Linked DNA regions of Mus musculus: region 2 is linked to region 1. Evidence: chromatin contacts called from public HiChIP or PLAC-seq data. All regions are on one chromosome and are shown on one strand. Each heading gives the region's core, a stretch centred on a gene start, on an enhancer-like site or on the middle of the called end of the contact. The rest is flanking DNA. Distances are from core to core; before and after follow the strand shown. Region 1 holds the start of Ier5l (immediate early response 5-like). Region 2 holds the start of St6galnac6 (ST6 (alpha-N-acetyl-neuraminyl-2,3-beta-galactosyl-1,3)-N-acetylgalactosaminide alpha-2,6-sialyltransferase 6).

What was found. HiChIP or PLAC-seq counts read pairs in DNA pulled down with a chosen protein or histone mark.
Region 2: a contact with region 1 is called in an H3K27ac HiChIP or PLAC-seq map of embryonic stem cells, with 8 times the contacts expected there. The contact joins the promoter of St6galnac6 here to the promoter of Ier5l in region 1. A contact is called at or near these places in 1 of 39 promoter capture datasets (liver) and 1 of 115 datasets of contacts at active chromatin or transcription factors (embryonic stem cells).

The regions. Positions count from the first base shown.
Region 1 is chr2:30,472,814-30,475,513 of GRCm38.p6, forward strand. It overlaps Ier5l (immediate early response 5-like), which reads right to left and starts at 1,386. Exons shown (of 1, transcript NM_030244.3): 1 at 1-1,386. The coding sequence starts at 1,198. It overlaps Gm31291 (a long non-coding RNA gene), which reads left to right and starts at 1,495. Exons shown (of 7, transcript XR_003954013.1): 1 at 1,495-1,661; 2 at 2,262-2,465.
Region 2 is chr2:32,605,647-32,608,346 of GRCm38.p6, forward strand. St6galnac6 (ST6 (alpha-N-acetyl-neuraminyl-2,3-beta-galactosyl-1,3)-N-acetylgalactosaminide alpha-2,6-sialyltransferase 6) reads left to right here and starts at 1,339. Exons shown (of 7, transcript NM_016973.3): 1 at 1,339-1,465; 2 at 2,396-2,450. The coding sequence starts at 2,425. It overlaps Gm52551 (a long non-coding RNA gene), which reads right to left and starts at 2,255. Exons shown (of 2, transcript XR_003954025.1): 1 at 2,127-2,255.

The DNA.
Region 1 (2,700 bases), core at 136-2,635:
TCCAGGCGCCGAGGCTGGCGAGCGCCTGCTTGGCGCACAGCTGCCCGTTGAGCGGCGGCGGCTGCTCCGAGGAGTCCGGCTGTCGGCTCACCAGCCCCGAGAAGCCCGAGCCAAAGATGGAGATCAAGTTTGAGATGTTGGACGCGTCCGGGGACGAGTCCGGGCAGAAGTCCTCGAAGCGGGCGCGCTTACAGGGGGCGAATGGGGTACCCCCGGGGGGCTCGGCTCCCAGGTCGCCCGCGTCCTCTTCGTCGTCCTCTTCCTCCTGGCCAGGGTAATACTTGCGCTTGCAACCAGCGGCGGACGCCAGACCGGGTCCCGGAGCGCCCTGGCCACAGCAGGGGCAGTGGGCGGAGGCGCAGCAGTCCTGGTGCAAGTAGCCGTTTTCTACCGTGGTCACCACGTGAGTGTCCAGGTCCAGCACGGTGGTCTGGCTGCTGCAGTGCACGCCGAAGTCCGAGGGGGCCGGGTACGCGCCCCGGTAGAAGCCAGTGGATGAGGAAGGGGCTGTAGAGGCGGGCGGAGAGGAGGCAGCGACGGTCGAAGGGGCAGCCCCCGGAAGCACCGAGGGCGCAGAGCAAGCGGCCGGGACGCGAGGGTCCCGCGGGCAGAGCGCGGCGGGCGCGGGCGGCGGCAGCGGCGCGGGACCCGGCTGCAGCGGCTCCAAGTGCTGCCCGCGGTGGGGCGCGCCGTGCGGCGGCTGGAGCGCAGCGCACCCGGGCAGCTCCGAGAGCGCCCCCGCGCAGCCCGCGGGCGCCCCGGCCACCGCCACCGGCGCCGCCGCCGTGCAGCCCCTGGGCGCCGGGTGTTGGTGTTGGTGCAGCTGCTGCTGGAGGTGCAGCTGGTGAAGCTGGTGGAGCTGGTGCAGCTGGTGCCGGGCAACCGGCTCGCGCGCCTCCGCGTCCCCGCCGCCGCCAAGTTGGAGCGGGCCGAAGTCGGCCGCGCTGGCCGGCATTCCGGGCGCCGCGTAAGCGAGGTGCTGGTGCTGGTGGTGGGGCGGCTGCTGTTGCTGCTGCTGCTGCTGGCGCCGGTAGAGCTCGGCGTAACGCTCGCTCAGGTAGAGCTGGCGCGCGTTGCGGAGCACGTAGGACACCAGGAGGTTCTTGTGCAGCTTGATGCCGCCGCGCTGGGTCCGGGAGCTGTGGATCTTGCGCAGGGAGATGCTGATCAGGCTCTGGGCGTCCAGGGCGCACTCCATGCTCCCGCGGAGACGCGGGCGGCGGAGCAGCCGCCTCTGGTGCTGCGAATGCTGCTCCTTGCGTGTGTCTCCAGTTGGTCGCCCGGGCGAGCCAGGCACAGGGAACCGAGCCCGGGTCGGCGGGTCGGCGACACTCCGAGAGAAGTCGCCACCATGCGTTGCGCGCCACCCGCAGGCTCACGCTCCCCAGACGGCGCCAAAGCAATGAGCCTCCGCCGGCCCCGGCCCCAACTATTTAGCTGGGCAGCAGCGCCCCGCCCCACTGTAGATTAGCCAATAGAAGCGTGTAGAGCCTTCCGACTGACAGCCACTGCCCTCCCCGGGACCACTTGACTGGCCAATCAGACCAAGGCGGTTCCTTTGTGCTATTCAAATAACGAACGGACCCCGGGCCTCCAACGCCGCCGTTGCCTCGAATGTTCTCCTGGGGCCGCGGCACCTCGTGGGACTAGGAGCCTCCGAGGTAGTCTCTCTCAGCTTTGGGTCGCCTCTTGGGAGCCACGTCGAAATTCGTAGCTTTCCTGGACGTGGCTCCTGCGAGCTGGGGGTCGGCTCACCTGAGCGCAGCGGAGATGGCTCCGCCCCCTTCCGCATGGTTGGGCCTCACCTGCGGCAGGTGCGCGCGGTTCCCCCGCTTCGAGCCACGCGGCGCCTCCTCTTTTCCACCTGCCACGGCCGGGGGCAACCTGGGCGAGCTGAGCCTTCTTCCAAGAAAAGCTGAGTGGGGGGCGCACCTGAGAACTAGAGTGCTGTCTTGGAAGAGAGGGTTTGGGGCCTGATTACCTGATGTGTTAGCCCAGGGGCCTCTGGGAATGGTCACGGAAGGGCCTCTCTTTCTGTTTGACTCAAATCCCAGTGATTTTTGATCTCTAGTAGAGAAGCTTTGTGATCGTGAGACTGCCTGGGTGGGGGGTGGGGGTGGGGGTTTGGGCTATGAACCCGCCCCAAGCTTCCTCCTCTTTTGGGAGACCTCTTCTTTCCTGACTTAATATCAATGACAATAGAAGCCCTAAGTGCCTAGCTTGGATCTCTTACCAGAAAAGTCTGAATTTCTCCCTTTAAGGTTCTTGGAGGCCAAGCTTGAGACCGCTTGAGTGGAGCAACCTGTTAAGTTTTGGTCCTTACCCTGAGCCCCAGGAGTACCCAGGCCAAGGACTTCTCCACTTTTAGATTCTTATTCTGAGTTATCTACTGACCAATTGAGGACAGAGAGCAGAAAAGAGAGAAGATGCCTGAGAGTCCCCTTGTACTGAGAAGCTTAAAGAGAGTAAGAGGGCAAGGGTGGGTGTGGGGGGCCCAAGATGCCAGCCGCAAGCCTCATCCACCGCGTTTAAGGTTCCTTTTAGTACTTAGGTCAGAAAATTGGCCCAGGCAGAGTCCAGGGCTGGGCCCTTGAGTGGGACTGGGGGATGGGGGGGGGGGAGTGGGGCTCTTCTGAAACCCTCTGTCTTTGGACCCTCTCAGCAACTCTGCCCCTTGGCCAATGTCTCAAGAAAACCACT
Region 2 (2,700 bases), core at 89-2,588, 2.1 Mb after region 1:
CTTCACTGTGTACATCTGCAGGACCTAATAGGTACCTAGGGTGGGGAATGGAAAGTTTTACTATGATGTTTTCCTAAGTAATTACAAAACAGAACTCTTTAAACATGCTTTCTCTTCCTAAATCTCCCCATCACCCTCTCAGGCATGCACGTTAACCCTCGTTCCCAGCCTCTTAGAACACTATGGGTAGGCAGTCTTTGTTTATGTAACCAGCTTTCTAACAGGCTACATATGCACATCCCTGTGTCCATACATGCACATCCCTGGATGTCTGGAGGCCAAAGGTCAGCCTCCAATGTTCTTTCCTTGACCTGGGAGGCCCAGAAAGGGTAAGCTAGCTGGAGGGGTCTCCTGTTCTTCCCACCCCCAGAATGGGGATTACAAACACGTGACGTCGCTGGGCGGGGGTAGCACACGGCTTTAATCCCACCACTTGGGGAGGCAGAGGGATCTCTGTGAGTTCAATGCCAGCTTGGTCTAGAGAGCAAGTTTCAGGACAGCCAGGGCTACACCAAGAAACCCTGTTTCGAAAGACAGAAGCAGAACACGGCATCGAGTCTGACATATTGACTATCTCCCTAGCCCTCAGGTTGCATTTTTCTTTAATTTTTCATTTTATTTTATGTGTATGGATGTTTTGCTTCCACATGTCTGTGTACCACATATATGTGCAGTACCCATGGATGCCAGAAGAGGGCGACAGATCCTCCTAGGACTGTGCTGGGAGTGGACCCCAGGTCCTCTAGAAGAGTTGCCAGTATTTGTAACTGCTGAGCCATCCAGTTGGTTGGGTCCAGATTGCTTCCTTTTAGTCACATAAAATAGTGCAACGAATATTTGAGGGTAGGATGAAGAGAGTTGAGCCAAGATCTCTCCATGTACCCCTGGCCGGCCCGGTACTCACTATGTCTATCAGGCTGGCCTTGAACTTGCAACAGTCTTCCGCCCTCTTCTATCTCCTAAGTAGGGTGCAGGCCTCTAAGCTACCAGGCCCATCAAAAGCTACGTTTTCAAACGTTGCTCTCTCCATTTTCCGGAGATAAGGAGATGAAGTACCAAGCTGCCTAGGGGATGGTTACTGGGTCTCTACGAGGGGGAGTCCAGGTAATTAATAACCAGAGTTCGAACCCAGTGATCTCCGCGTTTCGGATTCCCCATCCGAGGTCCTGGTGTCCATTTGGAGAGAGAGAAATGGATGAGATTTGGGATGGGGCGCGGGGCACGAGGGTGCTGTGGGAGAGCGTCTCTCCTCTCTGGCACCTCCCTGGGGCGGGGCCATCCGCAGCCTGAGGCTCCGCCCTCTCGCTCGGCCCTAACGGGACTGCGAGCGCCGGCGCTAGGACCCGGCGGGCTGGAGCTGCGGCGGGGCCTGGGCGGCCAGAGCGGCGCGGACCCCGGTTCTCGGCTCCCGGCGCCATGTGACGGGGTGCGGGGGCCGCGGGGGGCCGGGCGCTCCCCGGCGGAGGTGAGCCGGTGCTGCGCGGGGGCGGGCAGCAGAGCGGGAGGGGGCTTGTGCTTGCGCCTCGGCAGTGGGGAGCCGCTGATAAGGGGGGAGCCCCAGGGCTCCCCGAGACCCACTCTGCTTGCTAACTGCACCCCGAGATCTAGCGGGATTCTTTGGGCCTCTCGTGTTGGAGATGGGGCGACCCTGCCGCGGCCCCGCACCCCTCCCCTGCAGAGCCGGGGTCAGGATAGGATGCTTGACCCTAGGGTGCAGCGGCAGAAGATGGGGAGCGGGGCTGAGCCTCTCACGAGGCACTCGGGGGTACCCTGCTCCCGTCACCTGGAGAAGCCCCAGAGCGAGCTCAGGGTGCGGCCCTCACCCTCAGCCCAGAGCTCAGCCTCCGCAGGTCCAGCCTTGGAGCTGAGTCTAGGCTTCTGGGCTGCCACCTCCCCAGCGGAGTCAGCAGCTCCCCACCAGGCCTGGCCACTCCGAGCCGAACTAGATGTCTGGCGCACGCACAGGCTACAAGGGGACCCTCCCGGGAGACCCTTTCAGGCTCCGCCCTGTAAACAAACACTACAAGATTCCCCCCTCCCCCGCTTGCTCCTGCTCCCTGCGAGGCGCGTTGCCTCTCTGATCCCTCAGTCTCCTCATCTGTGAAATGGGGAGCAAGAGCACCTACCAGGCGTTGCCTTGAAAAGTGTGTAGGCAGGCGATGCTTTGCGTAGCTCCGGAGCATGTTTCGTAATATAAGGGAAGTCCCCGGCTTGGGGTCAAGAGGGGGAGGATTGTTTCTGGGACAGGCTTGTGCAGGGGCGGGCATTGAACGGAGTAACCCGAAGGCTTAGGATTTCTGATATAGTACTTTCAAGCCTTCGGCTCTCCTTTTCACAAATGCATGCATCTTTCCAGTCGCCCCAGGAGTTACCAGTTCTTATTCCCATTTCACAGATGAGGAAACTGAGGCTCAGAGAGGTCACATGGCTTGCTCGAGGCCCCCCAGCCAGTAAGTGTGGACCCGACATTCGCACTGGCACCTGATACGCTGTTCTGACCATGGCGTTCTCAGAGCAGGACCGTGACGGGCCTGACCGGGGGAACCGTAGTCCTGGCTGAGGGCACTGCTCAGGCAAAGGTGGGAAAGTGGGGCGTGGGCCTGGGACCTGGAGTGCTCCAAGTGTCTGGAGCACGGGGCATGCGCAAGACAGGGTAGTAAGACGGTGGTCTGTCTGGGAGCTGTGGCCAGACCCAGGGGA